Linked DNA regions of Mus musculus: regions 1, 3, 4, 5, 6 and 7 are each linked to region 2. Evidence: chromatin contacts called from public promoter capture Hi-C data. All regions are on one chromosome and are shown on one strand. Each heading gives the region's core, a stretch centred on a gene start, on an enhancer-like site or on the middle of the called end of the contact. The rest is flanking DNA. Distances are from core to core; before and after follow the strand shown. Region 1 holds the start of Ccdc85c (coiled-coil domain containing 85C). Region 2 holds the start of B930059L03Rik (RIKEN cDNA B930059L03 gene). Region 3 holds the start of Cyp46a1 (cytochrome P450, family 46, subfamily a, polypeptide 1). Region 4 holds the start of Tedc1 (tubulin epsilon and delta complex 1). Region 5 holds the start of Btbd6 (BTB (POZ) domain containing 6). Region 6 holds the start of Tex22 (testis expressed gene 22). Region 7 holds the start of F930026P19Rik (RIKEN cDNA F930026P19 gene).

Region 1 (2,700 bases), core at 102-2,601, 2.3 Mb after region 2:
ACGTTGTACTCTCTCCCTCCTCCCAAGAATGCCAAGTGCCCTCAGAGAGCAGTGGCCTCTTGTCCCGGTAGAATTCCCCCGGGATGGGGAAGGTGTAAGAGGGCACATGAGGTGGTTTAGTAAACGGCTGAGTAACTGTAAAAGGGGGATGTCAGCTGCTGCGCGGGCACGCGCTCCAGGCCCGGGTAGCTTACCCCGGTTTGTGCGCGCGCAGAGTGGGTTATCTCCTTGTAGGTCCAGGGGAAACGCATCCTTCCCTCGGCCCGCTGGCTGCAGAAGCGCTGTTAAATGCGCTTAGGGGACGGGATTTATAGGTGTGGGAAGATCCGTATGCTCCGCAGCGATGCGGGGCGAGGGAAGAAGGTTCTGCGGTCGCTGAGTACCTATGGACCCCAGCTATCTGGCCAGGGTGGAAGACCTTCCCTCGCCTTTCTCAGGGGTTTCCACCTAGCGAACTGCATGTTCTTCCAATCCCAGGGATTTAGCGGTGTAGTGCGCGGAAGGGAAGGGCTCGGAGAACTGCTCTGGGAAAAGGGCAGGTCCTCGGCTCCCACCACGTCAGGGGAAGAAGGGAGAGAGATCTGGCCCTGAGATAAGGCTGGCAAGGCTCCACGGTCTTGGGCTAGGGGTGGGAAGACAGCCCCGCTGCAATATTAGGCAGGGACCCAGGTGGCTCTGGTCGGTGGCCCGGAAAGGGACAAAGACCAGCCCTGCCCGACCCCCCATGTCAGGGTCCTATTGTTCCTCCTCTCTCGGACTGTACCGAACTCTGGTGCCCCCGAGAGGGAGGGAGGGAGGGAGAGAGCTGTGCTCGCCGGGTGGGCATCTGTTTATTAAGGGTGAGAAAGGGAGGGTCAGGGACGCTGGCCGGATAAGGGACGCGTAAATTCGCGCGTCGCCTTTAAGGGAAGCCCTGCCCTACCTTTCCCACCGGTCCCCGCCACCCCCTAGCCCTACCTGCATTTTAAAACCCCTTGTAGTCCTGGGATTGGCCCAGGCCGCGTCCTCCGGGCGAAGAAACTTGAACCGGGAGTGTGGGGGGGAGGAGGGTGCAAGGCCCCGCGGTTGGAAGATACCATCTTTTCAGCCTCCCCGCGCGCGCCCCGCCCCTCCCGCACACCCCCGAACCTGGCCAATCAGACCTGTGGGAGGGCGGGACCGTGGCTCGAGCGCGCCTCTGGCAGGGCGCCCGGCGGGCCGGCGCACCGCGTAGGGGGACCTCGGGGGCCTGCCACTCCTCTGACCGCCTCCCTTTCGGAGGCGTGGCCCAACGGCGGCGCCCCGCCCCCTCTCCGCCCGGGGTGGGCGGGGCAGCTGGGGCTCCGGGAGCGGGGCCGGGGGCGGGCCTCCGCCTGCTGCGCCCGAGCTCGGAGAGCCGGGGCACCGCGGCCGCCGACGCAGCCACGGTCCCGGTTCCTCAGTCCTGAGGCGTGCGCGGGCTCTCGGGTGACCCCAGAGGGGGCCGCGGGAGGGAGCGCGAGGCGGCGAAGGGCGGGCCGCACGCGTCCCCAGCCGCCCCCCGCGCGCGCGTGGCCGAGCCCAGAGAAGCCCCGGCGCGGGGAGCGCCGGCCCGGCGCGGGCGAGGGCGATGCCGCGGTGACGGCCCCGCCATGGCGAAGCCCCCGGCGGTGGCGGCGGCGGCTGCAGCGGCGGCGTCGGAGGAGCTGAGCCAGGTCCCGGACGAGGAACTGCTGCGCTGGAGCAAGGAGGAGCTGGCGCGGCGGCTGCGGCGCGCCGAGGGCGAGAAGGTGGGCCTCATGCTGGAGCACGGCGGCCTGATGCGCGACGTGAACCGGCGGCTGCAGCAGCACCTGCTGGAGATCCGCGGCCTCAAGGACGTGAACCAGCGGCTGCAGGACGACAATCAGGAGCTGCGTGAGCTCTGCTGTTTCCTGGACGACGACCGGCAGAAAGGGCGCAAGCTGGCGCGCGAGTGGCAGCGCTTCGGACGCCACGCGGCCGGCGCCGTGTGGCACGAGGTGGCCCGCTCGCAGCAGAAGCTACGGGAGCTCGAGGCGCGCCAGGAGGCCCTGCTGCGCGAGAACCTGGAGCTGAAAGAGCTGGTGCTGTTGCTGGACGAGGAGCGCGCGGCGCTGGCGGCGGCGGGGGGCGCTGGCGGCGGCGGCGGCGGCGCGGGCTCCCGCAGCTCCATCGACAGCCAGGCCAGCCTGAGCGGGCCCCTGGCGGGGAGCGCAGCGGGCTCGGGGGCCCGCGACGTTGGCGACGGCAGCAGCACGTCCAGTGCGGGCAGCGGCGGCAGCCCGGACCACCACCACCACGTCCCAGCGGCTCTGCTGCCCCCGGGGCCGCACAAGGTTCCGGACGGCAAGGCCGGAGCCACGCGCCGGTCTCTGGATGACCTGTCAGCGCCGCCGCACCACCGAAGCATCCCTAACGGCCTGCACGGTAAGCATCTCGCCGGGATCGGAAGCCCATGGGTGTCTGTCGTGAAGCAGTAGTAGTTTCTGGAGACCTCACAGGTGCGGGGTGGGGGTGGGGTCGCACCTTCAGACCCTTCCGCAGCTGGCATAGCAAATGGAGCATTCGGCGTGGTGGTGTCCCTGTCTAGCTGATGCCGCAGAAAAAAGTTTCTCCTCCGCAGCTTTTTGTGTTACCAGCTGGCACTCTGGGGCTGTCGAGGGGTGTCTCTCATCCTACCCTGAAAACACTTGAGGGCAGAGGAGAGTTTTTCTTGGAAGA
Region 2 (2,700 bases), core at 114-2,613:
TTTATTAAGAGAGTGAGAACAAAACTACTCAACAAATTACATCAATACAAGGGATGCAGACTGCCAATTTATTATTCAGGAAATTCTAACATCATGGAGAGAGAGAATTGTGTCCATGCTTCTGACAGCACCCCCACACCAGGGCTACCTTCCAGGGTTACCAGTATCTTGGGCAGGAAGCAGTGGGAAACAGACATCGCTAGGGCTTCCTTGGAACAGGCATGGCTATGACCCTGGAGGGAATCAGCACAAATTTCCAGATTTTTGAGCCCTAGAACAGTAAGACTCAGGGACAGAGTCGGAGACAGGCAGTTTACTACAAAGAAAGGAGAGAGGGAGACAGAAGTCAAGCCAGGAAGTGCACGCCTTTATTCTTAGGGCAGAGGCAGGGACATCTCTTGAGTTTAGGGTCTACACAGTGAGTTCCAGGTCAGCCAAGAAGAGACTCTGTTTTATAGACAGACAGACAGACAGACAATAAGGCTAGCCAAGGCGAGACCCTGTCTTATGAGTAAATTAGAGAAAGAAGGAAAGAAAGAGGCACCCAGTGAGTGGTAGTGGGAAAGACGGGGTGCTCAAAGTCCTCATCTATGTGAGTTCTGGTCCTCCATAGTTATTTACATAGCAAGCACCTCTACCTCTTTACGTTACCACGTGTCCGGTACACGCCACTTAGGTGGGACGAGTTTCCTGACCCTGCTTACTGGTTTCTTTCGTTAATCTCTCGGCATCCCCAGCCTCCCACCTACTTCAGTTCTCAGAGCTGCTACAGGGGACAGGTTGGCCCTGTCCTATCCACGCTACGGTCGCGTCTCGGGGTTCCATGACGGGGGTCACATGGGACCCTGGTCACCAACCCCGCCTATCAAGTGGAAAGTGACGGGGCTGTAACCCAGGACCTGCCGTTCAGTTCCACGGACGCCTGTTTGCCGCTGTCCAGAAGCCACTTCTGCAGAGTGGCAGGTCGATCACGTGTCGCCAGGGGAGCGGTCACGTGTGGCCTCGAACGATCATGTGAGTCCTCAAGCCAATCACCGCGGCCTGGAAGAAGGGGCATTGCGATTGGCTCATTTTCCTCCCGTGAATATCGCGAGATTCAGAGTCAGACACTTCCCGATTGGTCGATGCGCTGCGTCATTTCCCTGCGCCAGCGTTTAGGTGAAGGTAGTCGGTCTCCCTGTCCTGTGTGCCGTGGGCCAAGCGTCTAAGCTTGGGTCCGGGCCGTCCGCGGCCCTCACTCCCCTCCCGCCAAGGGACGCGGCCCCCTCTGCGGCTTCCTCTAGACGTCGCTGCCTTGTCCTAAGTCAGCCTGCGTTCGAGCTGCCGAACCGAGGTTTCGTGCGGCTTCCTGGCGCGGTGACTCATCCAGTCACGTGCGCCGTGGAGGCTGCGCCTTGCGGAGATCTCCGCCCTGCCGAGATGGCAGAGACCTTCCCGGGGCCGCCCTTGTCCTGCTGCCGTGTTCTGGTGCAGCTGTGCTGAGCTGATATCCTGTTGACTTTGAACTCTTCTCCGTTTTCTGCATGCGCTTTGTCTCATTCCTACGGGGTACCTGCTGCCATCCGCTTGCTCTTTGGTTTGGATGCCGGGTAGCCGTGCTGAGTCCCAACTCTGATGCTCCTGCCTCCACCTTTCCAGTGCTGGCATGGAAGGCGTATGTCAGCACGTCCACCTTACACACACGTACCCACATTTGATTGCCTCTCCACTTGGATCTTGCTGTTCTCGCTGATCCCACATTTATCTGTACATTGCGTCCATCAGACGCAGTTTTGAGTGTCCCACACGGTGCCAGACTGAAGGTACAGCGATAAGTAGGGTAATAGGGACATTGCTTGTAGAGGGCTCACGGGCTATCCTGGGGTGACTGGTTGGAGGGATGTTTTTGCAAGCTCCCTCTTGGCTGCAGTGTGGAATGTTTGAGAAGAAGGTGTTGGGCCGGCAGGAAAAGTTAGTCCTGGGGTGAGGATGAATTCGAATTTGGAATGAGTGCCAGAACCTTTCTAGTTTCAATTTGGCCATATTTTATGGAGACCGCTCAGCAGTTAGGTCCATGTACAGTTCTTCCGGACAATCCGAGTTTAGAGTCCCACGTTAGGGACAGACTATTTATAACCCTAGCCCCAGGGGACCGAACACCCTCTTGCTTCCGTGGGCACTTGCACTCATATGTACAAATCCACATACAGAAACAAACACATTTAAAAAAATAAAATCTTAAGGAGTGAGAGCGTGTGCTGGGGTTTTCTCACTTCTCTGCTCACATTTGCATCTAGCAACACTTCAGGCAGGTGAGGATAATTCCTGGTTTCTGTTTTTCAGCATGGAAAACAGTGCGGCCGGGAGTAGCTGGCCTTACTGCTCAGACTAGGTGAATTTTGCTGATGGCTAAATTTTTGAAGCAGAATTGCAGAGTCAAAATACATGACACCCTGCAGGGTGGAACGTGTTTCTAATGCCAGCATTCAGGGGGCTGGGTAGTAGGATTTTTGGTAAGACTGTCTCAAAATGTTTTCAACACTTACCTTTTAAAACTTTCAGTTGCATTTTTAAGGGTCCTACAAATCTGCAAGCCACCAACAGTAAACTGAAGTGACCCACCCTTCCTCACCTGCTACTGGGGTTACTTTCCTGTCCTTCCAGAAGCATTGACTTGTGGCCCTGAGATCTGCATAGGATGGCGACACTGCCAGTGGGAGC
Region 3 (2,700 bases), core at 37-2,536, 2.3 Mb after region 2:
CAGGCTTCACATAGAGGGATTGGGACAGCCTGTTTGATATGAGAACAAGAAAATACCACTCACAGGCCAGAGAAGGTGAATGGGGAGAGCCAATGGAGAGATGTAGGGGACAGGCAGGCTTAGGGCAACCGTAGTATGCAAAGGGGGCAAGAGGGGACAGGTACTAAGTTGCCTGTGAACTTAGTAGTAGCTTGCTAGCTGTGTGGTATGGTTCATGTGAAACGGGATTTTTCAACTCTGAAGTGATGGGAAGCCCTTGGGACACTTTCATTACACATCTACTCTAAGCTTCAAAAAGCTCTTGCCAGGTATAGTGGCACAGGCCTTTAATCCCAGCACTCAGGAGGCAGAGACAGGCAGATCTCTCTGTGAGTTTTGAGGTCAGCCTGGTCTATAGTGAGTTCCAGAACATCCAGGGTTTTGAAGAGAAACCTTGTCTCCAAAAAAAAAGGGGGGGGGGTGAGAAAAGGAATAAGAAAGAAAAGGAAAAGAAAGGTAAGCTTTTGATGGGAGCCATTGGTAAAGTGGCCAAAAACGGAATGGAAATACTGAGGACAAATGGAATGTCCCAGGACAGAAACACAGAAACAGAAAAACGTGACGGGAGTACAGTGTTCAGTATTTGGACAGGTTGGCCCTGTCCAAGTCCTAAAGTTAGCAGCGTCCACTTCGAAAGCAGCCTAACCTGGGTTTAAATCTAGGCTTACCAACTGTGTGACCTTGGCAGGTGACTTCCCCGCGTGCGCCTCAGTCTGCAGGTCTGAACGATGGGGTAACAGCAGCGCTTACCTGACAGGACTGTAGCTGCCGACACATTTGTGCGGCCCAGCCAAGCGCGGTGGGCGCCCAGCAGCTGCTGCGGCTGTGAGTAATTTGTTACTAAGAATAGTTAGCGCCCCTCTCCGGGCCTGCGTCTCCGGGCTGGCCGTGCGTACAAGACGAGGCTGGACCCCCGTCCTGGGCGCTGGCTCTGACGCGGTCCCCAGACCCCGCGATCGAGAGCCCCAGCCAGGCCCCCGCCCCCACCCCCCGCTCACCTGGGCCGCGGCGGCCCGGGGATGTGCTCATAGCGGCTGCGAGCGCGATGCACGAAGGTGCAGCAGAGGCCGAAGGCGAGCAGGACGGCGCTGCCGAGCAGCAGCAGCCCGGGGCTCATGGCTCGTGGTCGGCGCCGGTGCAGAGGGGGCCGGAGGCTGCGACCGACTAGCTGTCAGCGCTGCGCGCCGCCTCGGCCCCAGGCCCCGCGCTCACCAGCACCGCCCCCGCCGCTCGGCTCCGCCCCCGCTGGCTCGACCCCGCCCCGGGCACGCGGACCCGCCAACCACGTCTCCGCCTCCAGCCCTAGCTCTCAGGACCCGCCCCCGCACGGCCACGCCCTCTTTGAGGCCCAGCCCCAGCCGCCACGCCGTTCCCGCCCAGAGCGATAAGTATTCACCAATCACAACCTGGCTTTTGGCTCAGACTTTGAGGCCACGCCCCTTCTACCCTCTCTTGAGCTCAGACTCCACCCCGAAGTCGCCCCGCCCAGAACGCGTTGTCCTGGCAACCTCGCTTCCTGGGCGCAAGCTGCCCAGGCGGCGGCGCAAATCCCGTCCGCTGGCTCCGCCCCTTTGGCCTCGCCAACTGTCTCTCCGCGTGCAGTGCCAGGCCTCTTCCTTTCTCGTGCAAACCTTCTGAAAACCCTTTCCCAGCCCTCCAATCCCCGTCTTGCGCTGACTGTTCTCAAACATCTCCCTGAAACCTTAGCGCCCCAAAGTTAGTCAATCCCAAATGTCCTCGCGCTGCGCCTTCATTGCAGGTCGGTGCAAGCCTTGCGCCCGCTGTGTGCCAGCGTCCGCCCGGAGGCGGAGGACAAGATCCTAGCAGGATGCAGGAGTTCCTGGGCCCGGGAAAACCATAATCCTGAGTATGGGTGATGGTCCATAGGAATGTGCTGGGCTGTGCTCCGCCTTCTCACCCGGTGGAAGCGCAAAGTGCTCCTCACTTCCGAGTTTCAGTTCCCGTGGGGGACGCTCAGATAGGCCTGCAGTGGATGGGAGGGCCAGATGTGCGCTCTCCTTGACTAGATAAAGAGCCTCGGGATTGGGGAGTGGGGGCTCTGAAGACCTCGAGAGAAGGTCGGTTTCTGACTACTCCGAGACCTTGGTTAGGTCCTGGAGGGGTCTGAAGACAGAAAAACAGGAAAAAAGTGTGGACCGTGTGCCTACATTTCCGGGTATACAGGACCAGCCCCCGGGAGGGACATATCAGGGATCCGTGAGCTGCAGGTGACGGGGAGAGCTTTAGGAGCTGTGCTTGATTTCGGTCTGGAGAGGCCACCTCAGCCTGAACAAGACGGGAAGCCAAGCATCCAACCGGGGACTGGCCTCTGAGTGGCATTAGGGGGATGTGGCTTGCCACCGCGCCCCCGTGTGGTAGCGAGCGGCAGTCGCATGTGCGCAACAGGGACCTCCCGTGGCCCTGCTTGGGGGCAGAGGAAGGTCAGCCAGTTTAGTTTAGCCATTTGTGAAAGCTCCTGAATTGAGAGGAGATGAAGGCATGAGACTGCGAGGAGGGTGTAGACTTCTTGCGTGCTTTTAGGCGAGTTAAAGAGAGTAGACAGCAAAGACCGTGGGGCATCGTGGTGCTCACAGGAGAAAGGATCAAAAGTTCGAGGCTAGGTGGATATGGTGGGTGATACACACCTTGAATCTCAGCACT
Region 4 (2,700 bases), core at 23-2,522, 2.6 Mb before region 2:
AGATCAGGCATCGCCACCTAAACCGCAGCCTTCCCATCAGCCATTCCACTAGTCGGAGATCCACGGGGCTCTTTGGTTCCACAAAGGGTGCAGGAGGACCAGGACTGGTTGGGGCCTCACAGTAGAGAGGGAACAAGAGTCAGCCCTGCTATACATCCCATATCTCGAGGAAGGACCAGGACAGGGAAGCTGTACTACTGACGTACATCCTCAGCTTCAAAGCTGGATGAGAACCACACCAAGGGCAAATACCACATGAGCTGGAAGCCCGGAGAAATCCACGGGTTCTGGGCAAAGCAGGGCTCTGACACCCTCAATTACATACTCACCTCCCACTGGGGCAACTGGTCACCCAGCTGCACACGGGTCTGGGCAAGCAGCTGCTCAAGCAAGGGTCCTCGGGCGAGGAGCCAAGACAGGGCCAACAGCAGTTCCCGGCTTCCCTGAGAACTGCCGTCTGGAAATTGTAGCAGCACAGACCTGGGGTAGCCTTGGGAGCCCAGTGCTGATTTCACCACACAGGCTTGGGCCTCTGGAGTGGGAAATGATCAGATCAGGGGGTGCTAACCTGGAGATTTCACCTGGATCCCTCTGGGGACCTGAGAGCACCCCCTAAGCTTAGAACCTGCTAAGCGTGGACTAAGGAGGCGAGATCTGAGAGTCTATGAGGAGGCAAAGTGATAACCAACGGGCAGGATTTCTGTGAGTGGTTGGCCAGTCTCAGCGTTTCACTGGAGTGATAAAGCCACTACTACCCAGGTAAGCGTGGTAAAGGCTAGTGGGAACTTATACTAATGGAAGTGGGCGCAACAGCGAGAGGAGCAGGTGCCTGCAGGAAGGGAGGAAACAACAGAGGAGCTTTGATGGGGCGGGACTTGGTGGGTTAAGACAAAACTACAATAGCCTTGGGGAGCGGCTTTCTGAGAGGGCGGGGCTTACCTGGGGCAAGGTCGGTCCAGGTATTGTTTGCAGCAAGCGGTGAGAGCACGCGCAAGAGAAGCTGCCAGAGCACTGGAGCCTGAAGCAAACGAGGAGTTTGTAGTCAGCGGGTATCAGGTGTCACCTACATCAGCCCAGGCAACGCCTGCCCCGACCCCGACCGCCTACTCGAATAGCCTCACCGCCTCAGGTCGATCGAACTTGGCGCGGCGGAAGATTTCTGGGCTGGGCCCAGCAGGCAGGCACCGACTCAGCGCGGCGACAGCCTCAGGCAGGGCCCGGGCAGCCCCTTCCACCCGGCTCCGCCGCCGCCGCATACAGCCAGCACTAGACAGCCTCGGATTGCCCGCTCGGGACCCCGACCAATCACAGTTCCGGATGAGGCCCGCCTTCTCCCCTCAGGCCCAATGAACGATGACTCTGGCGTTTGAGTGCCTACCAGTCTATCCCGTAGGCAGGCACTTCCGGGGTCGGGGGCGGGGATTGGAGGTGCCAACTCCGTTGGAACTCACCAATCAGCACCTCGACTTATCAACCGCCTTAGCAACCCCGGGCTAGGGAAGCGCGAGGCTGGAGGGCGCGCATGCGCCCGAGGTGTTCCCTGGAGGAGCGGAGGAAGGAGCAATGTGGCTCCACCCAGCCACGAAGGGAGTGTCTCTGCGAAGCCGCCCTGGAAGGAACCCGCCGCCAGGGGTCGCCAGGCCTCCGCGAGAAGCAGCTGAGCCCTGCGAAGTGGGTGGGGAGTTCCGGGGGCCACGTCGCCAGAAGTCTCTTCGGAAAGCCATCCTCCCTCTCATGTACAGCCAGCCCCAGACTTCCTTGTCCCCATATTCATTCTTCCTCCAGCCACTAGAAGAGCAGTTTTTAAGGAAAATTCTCCACTTCATAAAAGGGTGCGGCCCTCTCTTTTAAGGTTGAACTTAGTTTTGCACTCAGCCCTTCAGGAGCAATCTTGGTAAGCTTTGAGAATCCCGCAAGGATTCACAGTAGCTACATGACAATGGCAGAATGAACCCAGAGTGCAACCTGATGCACGGGGAAAGACATGCAGTCGGCAACTATCCTCCGCAACCGGCATGAGCCTACTACGTGGCTACAACCTAGGTGAAGCCAGAGCAGCCTCTGTGGGAAGCCGGATGCGAAAGATCACATTATGTGCGCCAGTGCGTGTGGAGGAGGGCCGGACAAAGGCCGGACGCTGCCAACGGTGATCCAGAGACAAGCCTGTAGGCGACGAGTGGCAGGAAGAATTGCTGGGGCGAGACCTGAACGCTCGAGCGGACACAAACTAAGCTTTGTGCCCTCGATGTCGCCACCAAAAATAGTTGGAGCAGCGGACAGACAGTACTGCGTGTACTCTGCATCTCAAAGCTAGGAAAGAAGAGGCAGGTGGAGAGGGAGAGGGTGCGGTGCGGAAAAGGAAAGTGAGGTGAGAGGGAGGGGCAGAGCTGTCCCTTGGCACCTGCCAGTTTAACGGCGGTCTACAGGATGGCCACGCCCTCCGGAAGTGCGGAGACTGCGGGCTCACCTTTACCTTGACCCTCCCTGTGTTTTGCTGCAGACCTTCCTCTGCTCATCTGGATACCTTCAGCTATTCTGCCTCAGGGTCTCCTCCTTCCTGGCCCCTTGCCACACAGCAAATGGCCTCGCCCAGCTAGTTTCTACCTGCTCTTCCTGCCCTCGCTTCAGAGCCATGCTATACTGCACACCTTAAACACGAAGCGCCCTGAAAAGCACAAAGACTTGAGTTCTTGTCTACTG
Region 5 (2,700 bases), core at 112-2,611, 2.4 Mb before region 2:
AGGTAGAGGGCTCTTCCCAAAACATGCCTCTTGTTGTGAGGAGTGACTGGGAGGCCCTGTCTCTTACATTCTGCCTCAGCCCAGTTCAGGACGGCCTCGAAGACCACAGCCTCCTTGGTATTGAGGGCCTCCCTGGTCACAATGATCTCCAGTGTCTGCCGGTCAATTTCACAGAAGCCTTCAGACCTCAGGGCCATTTCAGCTTGTGCATCAATGACTTCCCAGCATCTCTGGGTCAGTTCAGGCTCCTCAAACAGTCGGCTCTGGGACAGCAGGACACAAGCATTTTTGGCTTCCAGACTTGTTTCCAGAAAGTTGACGCAGGCCTTGGCCAGGGCAGGCACGATGTACTTCTTAGCAGCATACAGAGTGGCAAGCACTGTGTCCGCCTCCAGGTCGATCTCATCGCTGTACATGTACCTGCGTAAGGCAGGGGCTCTCCTGGGGAGCTGCAAGGGCTCCCCTGCACAACCTCTGGGGTTGTAGCAAACAGGTAGGGGACCATTGGAAGGTAACCACCCCATCCTTCCAGACCCAGCGCACAGCACTTACTTTAGCAAGACCAAGAAGGCAGCAGGCTCCACATCGGGAATGTGGATTTCTGACTTCACTTCCGCAAGATCCCCGTAGAACATGGCATAGAAGACGGAGCTGCCGACAGCCAAGACATACTGTGGATGAAAGAAAACCACCTGAGCTACAGGGCAGTAAACAAGGTCCAGGGAGACGCACCTAGCCAGGCCCACCAGGGGACAGGGCTGCGCCCTTACCCACCTTGTGGGCGGGCACACGCCTGGCAGCCCCCAGAGCCCCCACGATGAAGTGGACGTCAGCCATCAGCTCGTTGTTGAACATGAGCGCATTCCTGCAAAGGGCAGAGGCACACGGGCTGGAACGGCGCGCGCCCGGGCTCCAGAGCCCGGGGGCGGGCGGCGGCTCACCTCTCGCGCAGCGTAGGATGGAAGGACTGCCAGTTGGGGCTCTCGGGATTGTTGTTGTCTGGCAAGGGCGGCGCGGGCAAGGGCGGCAGCGGGGCGGGTGCCAGGCAGGGCGGGCAGCAAAGCCCGACCTTCGTGCTCTCGGCTGCGCCTGCCGCGTTGCTGTTGGCGATGTCGGTGGCAGTAGCTGCAGAGGGACTGGCGGGCGGGTACAGTTCCGCGGCCATCTTCGCTACTGCCGGGGCGGGCTCCGCACTGGTCGGTGCTGCGCCGCGCGCCTTCGCGCCGCGACGGGGCCTGGGAAACGGCTCTGCGAGCACCAGCAGGGAGGTTAGGCACTGCGCCACCCGCCCATGCAGGCAGGCGAGCGGCAGCAGCATGGGGCCACGCCGGCCCTGCCCGCTACCCACCCGCACCCCACACCCCTCACCGAGCCCGCGGCTCGGCCGCAGGGGGCGCCGTCCCGCCCGTACCCACTGCTGCGGCGCCGGCGTCTCTCGTCACTGTGCGTCAAGACGCGACTCCTCGTTCCAGGGCCCCGCCCCTGGGGGAGGTGTTGAAGCTCCGCCCGGGTGCCCAGGTTTAAGGGCGAGTTGTGGTTGCACCTTCTATCACTCAGAAATGAGATTTTTTTTCCAACAGCTCAGGCTTTGAAAAATCACCTGACCCAGCTAGCTTTTCTTCGTGGAGGAAATGAGTCTCTAACGCAAGGCTTGATCTCCCTTTTTGTGTACAGCTTCTTTAACAGAGCACAAAGTCAAGGGCAGTACACCTGTTATGTCGGAATTTCTTTTTCTGTCATGAGTCTAGACCTCATGTGCCACAGGGTGACCTCAAACTTTCTACATAGACCTTCCTTTCTAAGTTGACTACTCCAATGGGTTACATTTTGTTTGCCAGTTTATCCAACCGTGTATATATCAACTCTATATCCCAGTTGTGCTGACCATAGGGAGGCAATTTTATCCTTTCCAGATCCTAATTGCAATTCTTTGGGTCTTTATCCAGAAGTGAGATGATTGGATAAAATGGTAGCTCTTGATTTCTCATTTTTATTTTATGGATGTGGATGTTTTGCCTGTACCTGGTGTTTGCAAAGGCCAGGAGAGGCTGTTGGATCTCCTAAGACTAGAGATACAGATGGTTGTGAGCTGTGAGCTGTGGGTAGATGGGTGCTGGCTCTTCAGCAAGAGCAATAACCACTCTTAAGCACTGAGTCATATCCAGTGCTTCGTGCTCCCCCCGCCCCTTAGGTTTTGAGACAGGGATTTTCTGTGTAGCGCTGACTGTCCTGGAGCTAGCCTCAGATCTGCCTGCCTGCCTCCTGAGTGCACCATCACTGTCCAGATACAGTTACTTGTTTGAGCAAACTTTGCAATGGCCTTTGTTCGTGCTTGTATTATTTATCAGTCCTCCACAGCGTGCACTGCTCTTTTCCCTCATCCTGGGTAAACCTTGTTATAATGTTCTGGGTTTTATAGAGGCTATGCTAGTGGATATGAGGTGGAATCTTGATTGCTGATGTCAACCTTTCTGTGTTTCTTGGTCATTTGTATATCTTCTTGGAAGAAGTACCTCCATGAGTCGTTTGCCCACTTTCCAATCAGTCTGCTTCTTCACTGCATTGAGCTCAGTCTTTAGGACAGATGCTTTCTCCCTTTTTTGTGGTTGTCTTGACTGGACAGACTCCTTTGCTGCATTGATTCTTTGCAGTCTGAAGTTACTATGTTTGTCTGTTTTTGCTTGTGTTAAATCATTGCTC
Region 6 (2,700 bases), core at 167-2,666, 2.5 Mb before region 2:
GAGTCTGGTGTCCCTTCAACCATAGAGCTCTGATTCTTCACCATTATGTCACCAATATAAAATCCATACATCTGTGCCTATTCATAAGCAAGCCTCTCCCAAGAGATGACACGTTAGCATCTTTACCATCTAGAATGCCCTGCCTTATGAAAGCGGAAGGGGCTACTGGTCAGCCCTGCAGGACAGTTGTCACCTTTGGAGGGACCTCAAAGCAGGGGTCAGGGACACTGCACGAGCTGATGTGGGTATGTGTGGCACACTCCTTCTGACCTTAGGCGACCTCTCTCTGCCTGGTGTCCACCAGAGGAAGTCTACCTCCGAGCCTAGCCTGAGTAGTTGGAGAAGCAAGCCCTAAAAACTAAATGTTTCCTCCAGTCCCATTCAGTCCTTTCCTCTTGTCCCAGAGGCCCATTCTCGGTGTCCCTTTCCAACCAGTCCACCTAAAAGCCTGGGTTCTCGGAAGACTCTCCTAACTGCTTACCCAGTCTTGGGTCTGCAAGTCGTCCTGAGGCTTGCTCTTGGTGTCTGGCTGGCTGGAGGCCACGGCAAGCCCCTGTGGGGGTGACTGTTGTCTTTGCTCTTGAGCAAGCTGCCACTGTAGCGTCTTCCTCTGGGGGCGCTGTTGCCTGCTGTCCATCTCTAAGTACAGCAGGTTGCAGTTCCCTCGACTAGGGCTGTGGGGCAAGGTGCAGGAAGGGAACTGAGCAGGGTTCCTGCTGCCACGGCAGATCCCTAAAGCAGATGATGGCAGGCCCTGCTGGGGCCGCCTTCTACCTAGTGACTACTCTTGCCGAGTAGCGGGGTCCCTTGTGACTTTCTCTCCCAGGTCTTGTGGCCATTATCCTCCGCACCAGCATCCCCCCAGGGACAGCAGTAGCCTAGAAATAGATGCTAGCCTAGCCTTCTCTGCTCTCACCGAACCACCTGGTCTGCTTTTCCTCGCAGGGGGCGCTCCTTCTGCGGTCCTGACAAGCTCTTCAGTCCTAGGATCCCACCCTCAATAGGCCTCCTCCTGTCTTGGACAACCCTACCACACAAGGCCCAGGCTCAGCGCCAACCTGAGCTCTCATTTCCCACCCTCTCCGTGGGTATGAACTGTGGAAGTCAGTTAAGGGCAGCAGTGAAGGTATGTGGGAGTTGGGTCACCCGCTCCCACGCGGATGCAGAGCTCGCCCAGAGGGCTCTGGGAAGGGCTCTGTAGGCTCCGGGACAGATGAGGGGGGCTTAATGAGCTCCGGTTGACAATGGATCAGCCGGTGAGCCCAGGCTCAGAAGGGTCTGCACAGGGAGTGGAGGGTCGTGTGGCCTGTGAACGCTCATGTGGGTCCAGGTAAACAGAGCTGGCTGGTGAGGCTGACTTAGGACCTTCAGCACCAGCCTGAGAAAGCTGGATCCAAGGACAGAGCTCTAGGGAAGAGGGACGGAGCTTCCGTCCTACAGACCCCGCCCTCCGCGGCCGCTTCCGCCCCCTCCACGCGTGCGCCCCAGCGTTCAAGCCGCATGGCCCCAACACATTCAGAGAAATCACAGCAGTGGGCGGCCTGAGCGCCGTCAGTTTATTAGTGTCGCTTCAGCACCTTGAAATCGTCCACATGGTCGCATGGGACAGATCAGTATCTGCTCCCAAAAAAAGCTATTTACATGAATCCTGCTTTTTATTAAAAAAACAAAAACAAAACTAGCAACATACACACTCTAGAAATCAGTCACAGCGCGCTGGGCAGTCTGCAGAAGCGAACGGAGTCATCCTCACGCAAGGCTGTCAGCTTCTGCTGGCCCCCTTCCAGGACAGAGCAGTCTCTGAAGGGCACAGGGATTTAGGGAGCAAGTACCCTGGCCCTGGGGAGAAGTGCCAGGACGTTTTTATGCGGAATTCATTTGAGATGGAGGCTAGAGGAAGAAGTGAGGCTTGCAGGATAAGGCTAGGGCAAGCCATTGCTTCAGGGCTGAGCCTCCCGCCTCCCCACGCCTCCCCACCCCCACCTCCCAGCACTGGTACCTTTACAGTGATACTGAGCTGCGTACTCAGAGGGTGGTGGCAGGAACCAACTTGAAGGTAGAGGCAGGGCCCCCAACTGACAGCAATGAGCAATGGCAACTGGTGTTGCTTGACAGGGACCTCTAAGACTGGCAGGCTCTGAGGGTGATGCCTCAGAGCTTCGGATGCAAACACACTCTGCGGTTCGTACCACTGCACTGCCTGTCAGGGGGGCTTTGGTGTCATCCTTCAAAGGGACAAAGTGCTTCTCCATGACTTCTCATTACAGCTCCATGAGGTAGGCAAGGAAAATGGACCATCTCTCTAACCACTGGGGGAGTGAGGCACAGGGAGGAAGGACTGCTGTCTAGGTCTGCACCTAGCACTGCCATGGTGGGGGTTGGGGGGAAGGTGTATGGTGCTCAGGTGCTAGGCTTTCCTGACTCCACCCTGGGCCAGCTGTGGGACAAAGACGCTGCCTACACCTTCCTCTTGTGTGTGTAAAGTCAGACCCCTGGAACCAGTCAAGGAAGGAGCACGTATGTACAGGGGAAGGTTCTGGAAAAGGGCTGCCCTCAGGCAAGAGCTTGAACCCCTGTGGCCTCAAGGCTAGAAATCTAGGTCAAATGTTTCATATGAAGGTTGACTTTTGGGAAAAAACACAAGGGGCAGGTAAACTAGGCTCTTAGGCTCCAAGGATTACAGTGGCCTGACTCAGCACA
Region 7 (2,700 bases), core at 94-2,593, 2.5 Mb before region 2:
AGCTATACTGCTACTCTGGCAAAGTTGCTCAGCTAGGAACACAGCCCCAGGAGGTTAGCAGATCAGGAACCAGGGGATGCTTGATAAAGGTGATTGCCTTCAGGGGCTACCTTAGCAGGAACCAATTCCTGCATACCATAGCTTCCTTCCCAGATGGCCTTGACCTCCAAGAGGCCAGGGTCCTAGTCACCCAGTGCACTCTCAAGCTCATGGAGAAATACGTGTCACCATGCCCCACCCCGGGTGAAACTGCAGAGGCAAATGGCCAAGAAAAGGAGCAAGCTGGGGCATGTAAGAGGCAGAAGCCAAGGTCGCCCCCGCTTGGACTGAATCCGAAATCCCAGACCTGGCCCAACGGCCTGGGCAGAGGTCGAAGTGAGCACTGGGGTCACTCACTACTATGGGTCACACTAGTGGGCCCATGTGCAGGCTGGGAAGCAGCCATAAGGTGAAGAGATGCCGGAAACCAGGGGATCTCAACGGACCAGTCTCGGGCGTCGGACCTCATTGGATCCCGCCCCGAAGAGCGTCCCTGAAGAAGGGCGATAAGCTGAACATGCGGGTGGCCAGGAGGGCGCTCCTGGCCCCGGCCGACCAGGACTTTGCGTACCTAGACCAGTGCCTACCGAGCGCTTCGGAACCCACCCGACGCCACCCGCTTCTCCAGAATCCCAGATGGTATCCCTCGCCCCGCGTAGCACTACCTTCGAGCCTCGGGCCGCACCCGCGAAAACAGCGTGGCGAGCTTAGCTACCGATCGGATCGCGCATCCCAAGACGGTGGCTGCGCACCCCATCCGTGTACATTCCGGGGTGTGGCTCTCAGCCAGGAGCCTGGAGGCGAAGGCGGACGGCGGGTGGATACTCACCGAAGTATACGGTCTTGTCACACTTGGGACACTTGGAGGCCATGGTCGGTGCGCTCGGTCGGTCCGCGCCCTCCACCCGCGCTCGTCTCTGTGCCGCCGCCCGCGCCTGCCCCGCCCGCCCCCGGACGTCGATTGGCTCCGAGACCTGGGCGGGGCCTCTGGAGCCCGCCCCCTAGACGCCAGCAGCTGGGCGCGCTGCAGGCGGGGCGCACCTGCCAGGGTCGGAAGGGCCCGGCCTAGCGCCCCCTACCCCGGAGTGAGGTGGCGTCCACAGGGATCGCCCGAGGATTCCATGGCCACATAGTGATCTCTAGCTGTAGAACGGACTTGGGATCCCCAGCTTTAGGTCTCGAGGTCCGGGCCTGCTCGTGGTAGAAGGGGGCACGAGAAGCCCGCGGGACGCGCCCCCGCCCCTCGCGCCTCCCGGCGCCGCCTCCCTTTGTTGCCTCGTTTCTATAGCAACGGTCTCGCAGCACAGAAGCACGAAGCATCGGATTCCGGGCGGGGCGCCGCGGTCCTGTCTGTGGTGCTGAAGGAGGGGCGGGCGAGGCTCACTTGTAAGCGCCACCACTTCCAAAAACAGCTTAAGAAACCACTGGGATGAGTGGGGGCGGGGTGGCGTCAGCCAGAGCAGGCTCTGACGGGGCCGCAGGTGCACTTGCCTCTAAGGCACTTTTATCCTTGGAGGAATGGGGTACCTGCGAATTTCCTCCGCGGCAAGTGTTGTGGGCTAATACCCCCTTCTGTGAGGTTGCTGCTGCTCTTCCTCAGACTAAGAGTCTCTGACTCCCACAATGCTGGCCCCAAAGCATTCTGTAGAGCAGCAGAGCCAGAAATCCTGCTTGTCCTCAGAATAGTCCCCTTCCAGTTTCCTTCCCACTAAGGGCTTGCTTGCCGTCCCACCCTCCTTACTTTCTGACTCCCATGGACCTACAGGCCTCTCTCTGAGCCTCTTGACCCAACCTGAGCCTTGGGCCTGGGGAACAAACACTCTACAAGTCTCAAACCCTGATGACCCTGCCCAGTATGGACAGCTGACTCCAGAGAAACCCCTCCCACACTTTCCTCACTGCCGTGCTGGAGACCCACATTTCATTTCTGTGTCCAGCCCATGGACTGGGAGCCAAGTGGTCCCAGGTACCAGGCATGTTGGTAATCCCTGGCCTACTCTTATAGCTCCATGTGGTGGCCTTCCTTTGTACACATATCCTGCAGTAACTGCCATTTCCATGGTGACAACAGCCCAGAAACGTGCCACCCCCTCCAAGCCTGACTGACCAGCCAGACCAGCTCCCCCTGGCACCTGTGGACACATGCCAGCCAAGGTGAGAGGCAGGCAAGGAAGCCTTCCTGGACAGACCCTTCGCTCACAGCCAGGTTCCTGTTCAGGCTGAATGTATAGGTGTCCTGACTTCCAACCCAAGCATCCATTACTGCGCCCCCTCCAGCTTCCCATTTAGGAGTCCTGTGGACCTCTAGGTACCAGCCTGCTTGACCACTCCACCGCTAATATCTGCCGTGAAAGACAGGGCTGACTGGGCTAAGCACAGCTAGTCTTCTAAAAAGGCCTCAAGGGTGCCCGGCCACAATGAGAGTGGATAGGAGTAGGCCCCCTCCCGGGGCAATCCTGGCTGGATGCCCAGGGCGAGAAGGGGATGGAGAGGGCCGGGTAAGAGTTCCTAATTGCTGCTTCTGTCCTACCTCCTCTGCTGGGTCCCTGGATGATGAAGGAGGGCTATGGGGCTGTTGTGAGCCTGGCAGGAAGGCACACGGGCCAATGACAAACAGTAACCTTGACCTCCACACCTGAGGCTGTAACAGGATCGCATGGG

The links. Promoter capture Hi-C pulls out the DNA fragments that hold promoters and counts their contacts. Capture Hi-C pulls out chosen DNA fragments and counts their contacts.
Region 1: a promoter capture Hi-C map of liver shows a contact between it and region 2, with 2.5 times the contacts expected there. The contact joins the promoter of Ccdc85c here to the promoter of B930059L03Rik in region 2. A contact is called at or near these places in 2 of 39 promoter capture datasets (liver and pre-B cells) and 1 of 115 datasets of contacts at active chromatin or transcription factors (astrocytes).
Region 3: a contact with region 2 is called in a promoter capture Hi-C map of pre-B cells, with 3 times the contacts expected there. The contact joins the promoter of Cyp46a1 here to the promoter of B930059L03Rik in region 2. A contact is called at or near these places in 1 of 39 promoter capture datasets (pre-B cells) and 1 of 115 datasets of contacts at active chromatin or transcription factors (astrocytes).
Region 4: a promoter capture Hi-C map of hematopoietic stem and progenitor cells shows a contact between it and region 2, with 4 times the contacts expected there. The contact joins the promoter of Tedc1 here to the promoter of B930059L03Rik in region 2. A contact is called at or near these places in 6 of 39 promoter capture datasets (cranial neural crest, fetal liver, hematopoietic stem and progenitor cells and 2 more) and 1 of 9 other capture datasets (adipose tissue).
Region 5: a promoter capture Hi-C map of liver shows a contact between it and region 2, with 6 times the contacts expected there. The contact joins the promoter of Btbd6 here to the promoter of B930059L03Rik in region 2.
Region 6: a contact with region 2 is called in a promoter capture Hi-C map of adipose tissue, with 4 times the contacts expected there. The contact joins the promoter of Tex22 here to the promoter of B930059L03Rik in region 2. A contact is called at or near these places in 1 of 39 promoter capture datasets (liver) and 2 of 9 other capture datasets (adipose tissue and liver).
Region 7: a promoter capture Hi-C map of liver shows a contact between it and region 2, with 4 times the contacts expected there. The contact joins the promoter of F930026P19Rik here to the promoter of B930059L03Rik in region 2. A contact is called at or near these places in 2 of 9 other capture datasets (adipose tissue and liver).

What each region holds. Positions count from the first base shown.
Region 1 is chr12:108,274,044-108,276,743 of GRCm38.p6, reverse strand. It overlaps Ccdc85c (coiled-coil domain containing 85C), which reads left to right and starts at 1,351. Exons shown (of 6, transcript NM_001159910.2): 1 at 1,351-2,406. The coding sequence starts at 1,611.
Region 2 is chr12:110,590,037-110,592,736 of GRCm38.p6, reverse strand. B930059L03Rik (RIKEN cDNA B930059L03 gene) reads right to left here and starts at 1,363. Exons shown (of 1, transcript NR_033340.1): 1 at 58-1,363.
Region 3 is chr12:108,332,902-108,335,601 of GRCm38.p6, reverse strand. Cyp46a1 (cytochrome P450, family 46, subfamily a, polypeptide 1) reads right to left here and starts at 1,286. Exons shown (of 15, transcript NM_010010.2): 1 at 1,038-1,286. The coding sequence starts at 1,156.
Region 4 is chr12:113,154,993-113,157,692 of GRCm38.p6, reverse strand. It overlaps Tedc1 (tubulin epsilon and delta complex 1), which reads right to left and starts at 1,272. Exons shown (of 8, transcript NM_134041.3): 1 at 1,122-1,272; 2 at 940-1,018; 3 at 330-532; 4 at 1-115. The coding sequence starts at 1,256.
Region 5 is chr12:112,975,224-112,977,923 of GRCm38.p6, reverse strand. It overlaps Btbd6 (BTB (POZ) domain containing 6), which reads right to left and starts at 1,361. Exons shown (of 4, transcript NM_201646.2): 1 at 942-1,361; 2 at 775-865; 3 at 553-671; 4 at 1-420. The coding sequence starts at 1,318. All of the region lies in intron 5 of Brf1 (BRF1, RNA polymerase III transcription initiation factor 90 kDa subunit), which reads left to right.
Region 6 is chr12:113,073,218-113,075,917 of GRCm38.p6, reverse strand. It overlaps Tex22 (testis expressed gene 22), which reads right to left and starts at 1,416. Exons shown (of 3, transcript NM_001361919.1): 1 at 1,059-1,416; 2 at 482-674. The coding sequence starts at 637. It overlaps Pacs2 (phosphofurin acidic cluster sorting protein 2), which reads right to left. Exons shown (of 24, transcript NM_001081170.1): 24 at 1,517-2,700.
Region 7 is chr12:113,138,783-113,141,482 of GRCm38.p6, reverse strand. It overlaps F930026P19Rik (RIKEN cDNA F930026P19 gene), which reads left to right and starts at 1,343. Exons shown (of 4, transcript NR_165646.1): 1 at 1,343-1,425; 2 at 2,084-2,193; 3 at 2,599-2,700. It overlaps Crip2 (cysteine rich protein 2), which reads right to left and starts at 1,247. Exons shown (of 7, transcript NM_024223.2): 1 at 869-1,247. The coding sequence starts at 911.